Linked DNA regions of Muntiacus reevesi: region 1 is linked to region 2. A link is a contact called in public Hi-C data. All regions are on one chromosome and are shown on one strand. The core of a region is the stretch at or near the end of the contact, and the rest is flanking DNA. Distances in the headings are between cores, read along the strand shown.

Evidence for each region. Hi-C and Micro-C count contacts between places; a contact is called where the count stands out from the background.
Region 1: a Hi-C map of muscle shows a contact between it and region 2, with 9 times the contacts expected there. The contact joins the promoter of MAPKBP1 here to the promoter of NDUFAF1 in region 2. A contact is called at or near these places in 2 of 3 Hi-C or Micro-C datasets (blood and muscle).

Annotation. Positions count from the first base shown.
Region 1 is chr7:35,985,674-35,992,206 of mMunRee1.1, reverse strand. MAPKBP1 (mitogen-activated protein kinase binding protein 1) reads right to left here and starts at 3,611. Exons shown (of 31, transcript XM_065941020.1): 1 at 3,267-3,611; 2 at 2,497-2,718. The coding sequence starts at 2,613. It overlaps MGA (MAX dimerization protein MGA), which reads right to left. Exons shown (of 24, transcript XM_065941005.1): 24 at 4,742-6,533.
Region 2 is chr7:35,654,075-35,659,929 of mMunRee1.1, reverse strand. NDUFAF1 (NADH:ubiquinone oxidoreductase complex assembly factor 1) reads left to right here and starts at 3,937. Exons shown (of 5, transcript XM_065940416.1): 1 at 3,937-4,058.

The DNA.
Region 1 (6,533 bases), core at 2,362-4,861, 330 kb before region 2:
ATGTAAAGGAAATAAAGAACATGGCCCTGACCTTAAAAAATGAAGACATACATAAAAGAACAATCAGAGACTGGTTCCAAGGTAGTAGCGCTAGTTTGAGAGGGCCCTGTGGCTCTGGTAAATATAGAGTTGGATCTAAAAATAAGTGAAGAATTTGGTGAAAAGGCTACTTTAGATAGAAGGAACAGTTATGATTCAAAGCAACAGGCCATATGAGGTAAGAGCTGCATAAAGGCCCTCTGTCACTTCCTTCTTTGCCCCCAACCCCCACAAAATGCGTATGTCTTTTGGTCTTCAAATTTTGCTTCAGAGTTAGTTATCCATGAATCACAAGCTCTATGACTGTTACCACAGCTACCACATATTAGAGCAGCACACGAAGCCCTATACACCAGGTCTTATGTTGGTTACCACAAGGCAGGCTTTTAGAATCATCTCGGGTAGTCTTCAATAAAGAGTGCATGGAGTCGGGCATCTGCAAGAGGCAAGGTCTGAGGCACACAAAGGCAGCTACTACTTTTGGGTGCTAAAGATATGTACCAGCACTCGAGCTCAGTCAGACTATTCAAGGGTCATTCAACTTCAGCTAAGTATTTCCTTCATTCACAGCTCTAGGACAAACAAAGCCATTTAAAGCAGTTTGAAGCAATGAATTCCTATGTGAAGCAGGGACATTTAATGGTGATGCCAAAGATTCCAGTTTTCACTGTTTTCCTGGAGAGCTTCTCCTCTTCTCTTGTCTCAGAACTCACAGTTCAAGCATCCCTTCCTCTGTGAAGGTTTTTTTCCTAATCCCCCTAAGCTGATTTAGGTTCCCTCCCCTGTACTGCCATAAACACCTTTATACATACTTCTAGGACAGCATTTGCCACATCATGTTGTAATTATTTGTTTGCATGTCTGACTAGCCACAAGCTCTTTGATGGTAAGGATAATGTTTTATTCATCACTGATTCTACACATAATCGGCACTTAATCAACGTTTGTCAAATGTATTAATGATTAGTGACATGGTAAATTTTAAAGAACGATGACCATACCTTCTGGATTCCAGACCAAAATTACAAATTACAATTTACAATATGGACTAATACAATACTAATATTAATATGGAAGACTAAAATTCCACCATACTTTTCTTATTACCTGTATCATTCTGGGTTAGAAAAAGAGGCCAAAGATACAAGAAGATGGCTCTAACAATGTGGGTCATTGCCAAGCCAGGAATTCGAGAGCCTCCAACACCAAGAATGATCGACCCAACACAACAAACAAGTGAACAGAGCCAAATCCAAGACAGCTGTCTATGTTTCAGGTTCATTCTCCTGCCTTTGGAGATTACGAACAATGGTCAATGAGGACCCCTGGAAAAGTCACTCTCTCCACAGCCATGGAACCTTGTGGCCAATTATGATTCCTGCTGAAAGAATATACAGGAAAGGTGGTCATTTGTGACCAAAGCCAAGTAAGCTTCCACTAAGGGACAGGGATCTGAGTTAAGTCCTCCCAGGACTTTGCCATGCTGTACATTAGCATTCCAAATCATTCCTCACTGGGTTTACTCATCTCTGAAGAGATGCAGGCAAGGCAATAAAATGCCGCTGTCTCAAATGCCTCTCCCTGTAGCAATCCTGAACCACACAAGGCCACTGTGTTTACAGGCTGCTAATACGACACAAAAGTCTAATCTGATCCTGTGGGAACAAGGCCCCACGTTCCCTCAGAGATTAAATACATTTAGTCGGCTTTTGTATTCCCAAACTTGTGGGGCTCTACGAAATTGAACAAAGCATAAACACCACTCAGACAAGTGAGGAGATGGAAGGGGACTTGGTTTCTGGAGAACTTCTGCAGTAGGGTGGGATATACAGAATCAGATGAGCAATGTCTAGAGGCAAATCAGAATTTGCTTGGCTGGCAGATACTTGGCTCCTTGCATGTTACCTTTTCTAAAAAGCCAAGAAACTCCAGTTAAATTAGTTCAGGTCTCTTGAATAGACAAGTAAGTTTGTTTTGACCCCAGGGAAGAGCATTTACCAAGCCAATTCCTCTGACTAGGTGTTTTAGCATATTTCTGCTACCACTGTCTTACATAAACCCAGCTGGGACACTTAACATTTGTGGTAACTCAGCCCTTCACAGGATACGTGGTCCCACTACTTTCTTCCAAGAAGGAAAACTGAGTCATAGCATATCAACTGGCTTCCCCAAGCACAGACTTAGTTTGTAGTGAGGCCACAATTGAACCCTCATGTTGCCTTCCTCATGCTCTTTTCGCGGATGAATCTCAGCAATGCTCACCCCTGCGGCTCTATTCCCTTTACCCTGTAACTAAATCACTGCTTTCTTGAGGGGCAGAGATGGTCCTTCAGAGCCACCATGAGCTTCTAGTTCTCCTCTTTCCCCAGAAAGAGTAAGGTAAAAGACGTACGTGGAGCAGAGAAGAGGAGGGGAGAGGAGGGAGGGGAAGGGTTGGCTCCCAAAACTAGGACTCACCTTGGAGCTGAGGTCCTCTCGCCGGTTTCCTGCCTTACTCCTGCGTAATTTGATGGACGGGGATCGCAGAAGGTTCTTGATCCGGCTGGTAATGGTTGACCCCTCCACAGCCATCATGATGAGGAGCCCCTGGGACAGCTCCTGGCCCAATCCTGGGACTTGCCTCAACAGCGGCAATGCTTTCCCACTCCACAGGCCCTTCCAGGATGCCCTCTCACTGACCTGAGATGGTAGAGGCCACCTTACCTTCTGCCTAGCCGTGCCTGCAGCTCTTATCTCTAGGTACCTGCCCTCTCCCTTAGCCTCATTCCCACCTTCAAGCCCTGCGCGATTTCCTAAAACGCCTTAAGGACAGACTCAGGTAAAGGGGGCGTTAAAAAGCCTGAGCTGCGAAGAAATGCCAGGCCCACACCTGCCAGAGGCGTTCAATTGAAAGGATAAGATGGGCCCTAGAAGGTCTAGTGGCTGGTCCGATTCCCGTTAATTCCCAACTGTTTTCATGGCAACAGCAGTGTCTAAAGGAGGAGGACACCGAGGCTACCAAGGAATCCCGCAGCGGTCGTGAGCACCTGCGCCGGCTGCCGCAGGGACACTCAGCCCGGCGGGGCTCGTCTTGGCCCTGCAACCCGTTCTGCCACGGGGGCCTCCCTCCCCATCCACGACCCTCCCGAGCTCGCTCACAGGCCGCCACGGAAGCCCTAGATCTTTCACCTCCACTCCCTCAGAAGCCCCTGCTACTCGCCAGCGCCCCCGCTCGGGCCCAGCCTCACCAGCCCCCGGGCGCGAGGGCCGCCCGGCTCGCAGCGCCCTCAGGCATCGCGCTCAGCGATTTCAGCTCCGCTGCGGCAGTGGCAGAAGCAGCTATGGTGGCACGAGCGGCTCAAAACGCGAACTACCGTCTGGGCTCAGCCACCGGCTGGGTAGGAGGAGCGGAGGCGAGGGGGCGCGGCCTCTACGCACGGGGGCGTTCCCAGAATGGACGAGTACGGCTTACGGGGGCGGGGCCCAGGAAAAGGCCTAGGAAGCCGAGGACTGGGCACTCAGGAACCACGGATTCCGCACCATGCAGTCGCGACTACGGATCCTAGAGGGAGGTCGTCAGAACACGGCTTCAGAACTGAGAAAACCAAGCCTTTTATGGTATTATCAGGCCTGGTCCCCCCAGAGAAGCGCACTTCCCAGAACCCTAACAGGACGGTAACCACGCCCCCAGCGGCACTATGGTTGGCTTTTAATAGGCCGGAGGGACCAGAGCTGAAACTAACTCAGAATTACAGGACTGAGTACAGCCATAAAGTCTGCTCCTAAGCGCTGGGATTTAAAGTGGCTAGGATAATTTCTGCTCGTCGCTTGCCAGGCGCGTTGACCTACATGGAAACGATTCTTCATGAGTAAGTCGATCGCTACGAAGTGTATTGAACTAGGCAACCTGATTGGCCGCGGTGGAAGAAGGCGGAAGGAGCTGATAGCCTTAAGATAGAGCTTTAGGCGGGAAGGGGGCGGTCGGGTCCATGTGCGGATGAGACGTGTATTTATTTGACGTTTTCTTTAGCCTCCAATGTTCCATCTCGTTCCCATCCAATTAACCAGTTGCTCCAGCCATTTTCCATGTTCCTGTCAAAACTCACTCACGAACCCTTGTCCCTGGTCCTGTTGCTTTGACGAGATCACTGCCAAGCTTGTTGGCACCAGATTTAATAGAGTTTTTCTAGCTCACGGGTGGGGGAGAGAAATTGGGGGGATGGCAGAGCGTGCACAGAAATCTTTGCCTATTATTTAATACGTGTTTCAACCTAACTTTGTTTTCTAGGTGCCTTTCTGCCTAGTTGCTAGAGAAATTACCTTACAAAAAGGTTAACCTATTCCAACAGTTGGGCTCCAGAGAAAAGAGTACACTGATATGCCTCCCATCTGATACATATCCTTAGGGGAACCCTGGGGGAGATGAGATGTTAGCAGGAGGGAAAAACTCTTAAACCTACTGCTGTGAGCGGCTCTTGTACTGCCAAGTGGCGAAACAGGTATATACTTGTGTGAGAACTGTAAAGCTAACAAGTTGACATAAATATCAGGGAAGTCACTTCTTGGAAGACCAGCTGGCAATAGCTACCAGAGGCATGACCTCTCCTTCCTTTCAACCATGCATTGCAGAGGTAATGAAATATAAAATAGTATTTTCACATTTTCAAATCTGGAGGAGGTGGTCAGGGTTATTAGCCGTAACAGTATGAAATAGGGGGCTGGTTGCCTTTACTCCTCGCTAGTCTGATTTTTGCCACCATGGCGGCAGGCAGGGGGCGTGGAGGATCAATGTAGCACTGCTAATGAAGGGTGCCACCTGCTGTCCTTACTTGTGTGCTGCATCGCCTAGCAAATCTCACCTGCACCCATCAGAGTTGTCCCTAATTCTATCTGGGTCATTCATTTCTCACTTACCTAACCACTCATGGCCAGGAAAGTCATTGGTCATTTCCTATCCAAAGCTACTTGGTTTATCCTCTTCAGAAAAATGTTCTCCAAATTACTCCCATCTGAAGCTGAAGTTACAGAAATACAAGCTCCTGCTTTCATTGTCTAAGATGATCTGGCAAAAACCAACTGAGAACAGTGTAATGAAGAGGCTTCTTAAGTCTAGAATCTGGATACTTCAGTCTAGGATCAACATCACGTATTTTTAATTCTTCACAATTGAGTCCTACCTTACTGTCTAGGATATGTAACCATGTAGACTTTTAAGTGCCAATGTGAGAAATAGGCTTGTAGGCTCAGAAACTCATCATCCCAGGCCCAGTGTGAATAGACTCATTATTCCCTTTTCTTCAAATAATTGCTATCCCACCCTCCAAAATGCAGCTGACCCTTACACATATATTTCATTGTTCATATGCTATTTCACGTTTTATTCACTTGTCTATGTCCTCAATATGTATACATGGTTGTCAGATTCTAAAATTCCACATGTCTAGGAAAGGTGTATACAATTGTCTGTTTTCACGATCATAATTAGATCAGAATTTTAAATTTACCCTAGGCTTAATATACAAATAGGTGCAATTATAAGATCCTGGAAAACTAACAGGCTAAAGTAAACAGTTGCTCATCAATTCAAATATTTATTGAGCACCTTTACATGCAAGGCACTGTGGGACAGCTGAGACCAATGTTTGCAGTTGGAAACAGGGTGGATCTCAAAGCAATGCTTCCAAGACTGCTTTCTTATTTAACAAAATCTAATAACATAGTTTACAATGACAGAATTTAGTAGAGCTTAGACTTGTCTCAAAAATTTCAACTCATCCCACGGGTTAGCCTTCTCACCCTCCACACACTTCCATCCCTATTAATCAGCACTTAGCATATCTTTGTAGAGCAGTTCAGTCATATGCTACAATATGCTACAATTATGCCTCAGTTCAAAAGTTGTATATATCAAATTGTTTCCCTCTAACTTAATTTCAAAAAAGCATTTTACTTTTTCTCCAAATGGCAGTAAGTCTATATACCTCAGCTTTAATCTTCCCTGCATCCAGCAATTCATGTTCATGGAAAATTTCATAAGAGATAACACAACATGAAGTACTGATGCCCTTACATTTTCTTAAAAATCAACAATTCTGTGCAATAAATCTATTCTGATTCTTGGTTATCAATCATTCTCTACAAAAGTATCTGAAAATGTGCCTACTTTGTGCCTCTGTGCATTGTTTTTTGTTTTAATCTGAGAGTGAGGAATAAGGGTCATCATTTTTCAGACTATCTTCAAAGTGCATTTACCTCTCAATTCACCTGATATCATTCCAATATCTCAACTAGTATAATCAGGGGGAAAAAAACTATCTATACTACTAAACCCTGCTCTAAATAATATATGGATTGTCTGCCTTTCTTCTGTGGTCAAAACGTTTTCAAACTTGTTATAGAAAGGCCTATTGTTAAGTATCTCATCATAATTCTGGGGAAAAAACATTACACACAGTAATATGTATGAAGTTTATATAGCTGGACTTGATCTGTTAGTGACCTTAGAGTAGTTTAAT
Region 2 (5,855 bases), core at 2,688-5,187:
TCCACTGGTAGCTGCAGAGGAGACTGGGAAATGTAAACTTTAACGAAATAGAGGAAGAACAAATATCAGGAAACAATGAGTAGTTTCCCCCTTAGGGCTCACCGCCAGGAAAGAGGACTAGTTAGGAAATGCCAGTCAGAAACGAAAGTTATTAAGTCTGTCCAAGTCTTACACCCTGGCAAGTGAAAAAAATCTGTTTTCTCCTCAGGTTGAGAAGATATATAATATTGTGGCCTGACAGAGCTGGTATTTCTCAAATCCAAATCAGGGAGGGACTGTGATAGAGCCACTTGAATTGTGAGTGCAATTGTAAAGGAGGATGAAATCACCTCAGTCTGAAGGGATTGTTGTTGCTTATATATTGGTGGAGGGTGGATTGGGGTTTACCTACCTGGAGTCAACTAAGACAAGAAACACAGTAAGAATTTGCCTTTCAACATAGGGGACAAAAGTTCTATCCCCAGTTGGGGAACTAAGATCCCACTTGCCATGGGGCAACTAAGCCTGTGTGCTGCAACTAAAGAGCCTGTGCTCCACAACAAGAGAAGCTCAAGTGCCACAACTAGAGAAAGCCCGTGGGTTGCAGTGAAGACCCAACACAGCAAAAAACAAAATTATAAAATTTTGAAAAGACAAGAGCTACTGAAAAAGAACTTGTCTGTGTTCATCTATTTATTAAAGTGGCATCATAAAAACATCTGGTCTTAGCACAGCAGATACAAATATCTCCAAAAGAAGATTAGACAATACATGTTTATTGAACAATCTGCTTGGACACTGCCTGTTCGTTCTAATTATGTGACCCTCCTCATGGCCTGGAAGTGGGCTTTCCCACTAGAAGGGAATCGCTTGGGTAGGTGATCTTGGGTTTCAAATCACGCCCATTTTCTGTTGTCAATTAACAGTCTGGTTTGTCATTTCTTCTTCCATGAAGTTGCTTCTCATGAAACAGATAAAATCAAGTTCCTGAATTAGCAAAGCCAAGAATGAACCCTGGATCTGTAGTAACACCATGACCTCAAACTCCCACAAGATAATCTTTTCTGAAATCATTATGTCCTGGATCCTCCTTAAACTCTGAAGGGACTCGCTCAAGAGGTGAAATTGCTGAATCATATTTGCCACTTGCTCTATTACAATATCCTTCTGCCTGTGTCATTATAACCCTTCTTAAAGGTTTTCATGAAATTTGTCTTTTGGCCTCTTAAGGCAGTGCCAGCTTAATCTAAATTTGTGCAGGTTACTGTAAAATATTTATATTTTAAAGTATGTGACAAAAGTCATTACCTTCCAGGGTTTTATCCTCTGTTGAAAAGTCTTGTATATATAAAACAATGAAAAAGCAGTTTAGTCATGTTTGTAATCTAAGTTTCACTTGAACACAAGTAAGTGCCAGTGTTACAGCAAAAAGAATAAATATTATAGGGTGTCAGAAGGAAAACAGTCATGAGATGGAGGCATTAGGGCAAATTTTTAAGGAGAAAATGGAATTTAAAGTGTGTTTTTTTAAGGTGTGTTCTTAGTAGGTAGATTCTATGTATCAATTAAGAGCTATTGGTTGCAAGAAATCCAACTCAGATAAATTTAGGTAAAAGAGTTTATACTTGGAAGTCAAGGAAAATCCATGCAGCCCAGCCTCAGCAACTAGAACTATCAGTATAAACGCTGACTGGATCTTCTTTTATCCTTCCATTTCTGTCTCTCTTAGCACCTTGATATTATTTTCTGTTTCCATAAACCAGTTTTCTTCACAGTACTGGAAGGTCACTCAGGAGCTCCTGCTGCAGCATCACCTGGGTTAGGTCTCTTTTCCAACGTTAGTTCAGAAAGTCCCTAGGACTAACTGATTGACCCAGTACTGGCCAGCCTTCTACCACTAGACCAGTCAGCTGAACTCAGGGGGTTGGGGGGAGGTGGGAATGGGGAAGTTGTGTGAATACTTGTGACCAAATGAATGGGATGCGGAAGAGAGGAATATCAAGCTGAGAAAATATGAACTCTCTTATGAGGAGAAATGAGTGTGGTTTAGGTAGATACCACCTGGGATGGTGTTGGGCCACATCCCACAGGCCCAACCTCCAAATGGATGAAAGAACCTGGAAATAGGGACAGAAACATCAAGGATTTATTGGCTAGGAGATCTGAAGCAAAAGGTCCTGGAACAACACCCTGCCGAGGGCCGCAGACAGAACATAGCAATCTTCCATAGTTGGTGGCGGGGAGGAAAAGGCTACCATTTATAAAACAGGGAGTTGATGTCAGGTGGCCTCCTCAGTTCTGAGGGACTAATTAATCTTATACTTTAGAGACTGGATAATCAAGTCAGTGAATCAAGGACTTGTGACCCATGGGGCTGTACAGAAAGCAAAACAGCCATCTTGAATATCCTGACCATACAGATAAGAAATTGAGGATAAGTATAAGTAGTATAGATGGAGTAGGAGATTATGGAGGGTTTAGGATTGATGAGTGGCGTGTTTGGAGGCCAAAGGAATTTTGTGTTTATCTCTGGGTGATTTTTAAATGAAATTAGACAAACCATTGTGTTCAGAATAAGGCAATCAGCATATTGAATGTAAATTTCATAGCGCAATAACTATTGGGGTTTCACTGGATTTGGAAAACAAGAGTGAAAGATCAAAAGAGAGCAACAAAATAAAGAGGTTTTAGGGTCAGTGAGAGGAGGTTTCAAGGAGAGAAGCCAAGGATAACCAAGAATTTCAGCTTAGAAGGATGTGGGCATTTACAGAAACAGGATGAGAGGAGGAGTTAAATGGGTAAGTGTGATATTTTCTGTTTTAAACAAATCACATTTGAGATGCTAGTGGTATATCCTACAGCTGAAACTGTTGTCAAGAAATTGGAACTATATGTTGGCGTTCAGGGGAAGAAATTATCCGATTGTCTGTAGATATATCTAAGCTAGAAAAGAGGAAGGAGAGAAAGAAAAAAAAAAGAAGAAAAAAAAAAGAGGAAGGCCGAAGGATAGGTTTTGGAGACAACCTGCATTTAAGGTTGTGGGAGGAGAAAGAAGAGTCAGTAAAGTAGGGTTCAAGAAGGTTGGCAAACCAGAATCAGGCAAGTGTAGAGGCTAGAGAAGACAAAGCAGAATTTAAAGAAGGAAGAGGTGATTGTGTGAGAAAAGAGATGGAGGAAACTTCAAAAAGGCAGTTGTACTTGGCGAGGTCTTGGCCCCCGGAGTATGTGTTTAAGCGCCCTACTTTTCATTCAAATTCTGGCAAGCTGAGTGCTTAATTCCTGCTAGCGTTTTGCTAGGTGCTGCGAACAGGAAGACCATCTTCTGGACCCGAGAGTTCACAGCGTGGCAGAGGAAGTGAGAAGTGAATGAATAATTATAATTAAGATACAGTGTTGGAAGTGCACAGGATACAATCGAAACTCTGCGGAGTGAGCGACCCCACGGGGCCAGATTGGGGAAGGGCGGGTAGGATGGTTTGCTGTCCAAGTTTGTGGTGGGTCTCCAAAGATTCCGCGGGGGCAATTCACAGAACCAGTCCTCGGAGGCCGTGGATCTTTCTTGGGCGGCTGTGGGGATGGAGCGCGAGTGAACCCGGGATCCTTAGTGCGAAGGATGTTGGCAATATTTGGGTCCCATTTTAAAGATACGGGATGGAGTTTGCAGCCTGAAGGTGGGACGCCGGAAGGAGAGGTGAATAGCTTCCCTAAATTCTCCCCACTTTCTCACACAGGGCAGAAAAAATCTGGCGGTTGGGGATCGGGGTGGGGAAGCCTTTGGGAATCTAGCCGACCAAAACCCTCAGTTCATAGAGCTCTGAGATTCTTGTTACTCTTCCCTCCCATTTGCACCCAACCGGAACTCTAGAGTCATAAGGCCTAGTTTTACTCCGGACTGGAAAAACAGATGGCCCCACACAGGAAAAGTGGAGTACCCGGTCTGGAAAAGCGGGGAGTCGAGCGGAAGTCACTCTGAGGCGCAGTCGGGGGAGGCAAGTGAGCGCCTTCCTGGAGTTGGCGTCTAGTAGGTGAAGGGTAAGGCTGTCGCACGGTCCCGATCGCTCCCCGACTTAAACACTCGGGTTAGTTTTGCCACTTACTCGTTGTATGACCTCCGGTGATTTAATTTTGGAACCTCCATGTGTTTATCTCTGTAATTGGAATAATAATAGTACCTTTCTCATCGTTGTTGTGAAAATATCAATGCACTCAGAACGGTTTCTGGCACATCGTAAGCTCTGGCTATACAAACTTCACTAATACTGCTCTCTTTTAGCCGCTTAGGTTACATTGCCAAGAAAACTCAGCAACCTCGGCTGGAGATCATCCAGTTAATGATTTTGATTTGATGTTTATCGGTAATAGAATGAAACAAAACACTTACAATTGAAGTTATATTATTAGAGAAGTAGTAACACTATTGATGAGTTGGAAAATAGTGAATAATATTACTTATAGTCACACTGTCCTACACACTATTTTAAGTCTTCTTCTACTTTTTTACCCCGAAACCTTTTTTGTCCATACTTGTAATGTTAATGTGTATGCATTTTTTGTATATACTTCTCATTTGCCACTCACTAGTGTTACCTAAGCATGGTATTCATGAGAATTCGTGTTTATGATTGTACAGATTCCATTTTAAAGGCTTATCATTTATTTACCAAATGTCTGTGTATGTAGAGGTAAAAAATCATGTAAAGAAGTCAGGGAAATTTAGATATTGCCTATGATTCCAGGACGTGAGATCAACTGTTGTTATTTCTCCTGGTTCCCTTCTATTTTTTGTCCATGTGAAAACATACCATTTACAAGTTGTTCATTTATTTTAGCAGACATTTGAGCATCAGTTATGTTCAAGCCATAGTCCAAGATTAAAGTCAGGCTACTTAGGTAGACAGATAAAAGCAAGATTCTAATAGTATGTAAGGGCTGTGAGATGTATGCACAGGTTTTCATGAGAATACGGAGGAAGAGCAATGTCAGTGCCCTCCATTCAGAAGCCACCAGGAACATGTTTATAGCTGAACAAGTTGGGCTTACTGTAGTGGAAGAGAATACATGCCCTGGAAAGCCATGGGGCATCTCATTTAAAGGGTGTTAGAAGGGATTTCCTGTTGGACTTAGGTTTCTGTTACATGATTTGGGGGAAAATAGTTGAGAGATGGAAGTAATTCTATGATTAGGAAAGAAGCTTATGTATCTAGAGTGAGGCTAATGCTATGACTGGTCAGGTATGGCAGTCACTTGTGTTAGCCAGGATAATAGAATGTTTGATCACTTTTGTCATTTTTGAGTGATGTGTTTTTTGTGTATCAGACATGATTGTAGTTAGGAGCTGAGGGTATTCCCCATGAAAGTGAGAAGTGAGACCAAGGAATTGGGTGCATTTTGAAGGGCCTTGTGTACCATTTTAGGAATTTTAATTTCTGGACAGAATTGCTGAATAAGGGGAGTGCCGTCACATTTAGAAAAATCCCCTTCGTTGCCAGTCAAAGGTTGGATTGGGAGAGAAGGAGGAGGTCAGAGTCAGAGAGATGAGTTAGGACTTTACTAAATCCTAAAGGGCATTCTCTGCACCAGCAATCACCTGGGGACTTGTTAGAAATACAGAATATCAGGCCCCATCCTGTGCCCACTAAATTAGGATCTGCATTTTAACAAAATTCTCATATGATTCAAGGCACTTTAAAGTTTGAGAAGCCTCTCCCCTCTTTTTCTGTGTTTTGGCTGTGGTGGGTCTTCATTGCTGTGTGTGGGCTTTCTCTAGTTGTGGCGAGCCAGGGCTACTCTTTGTTGTGGTGTGTGGGCTTCTCATTGTTGTGGCTTCTCTTGTTACAGAGTATGAGCTCCAGGCAAGGGGGCTTCAGTAGTTGCAG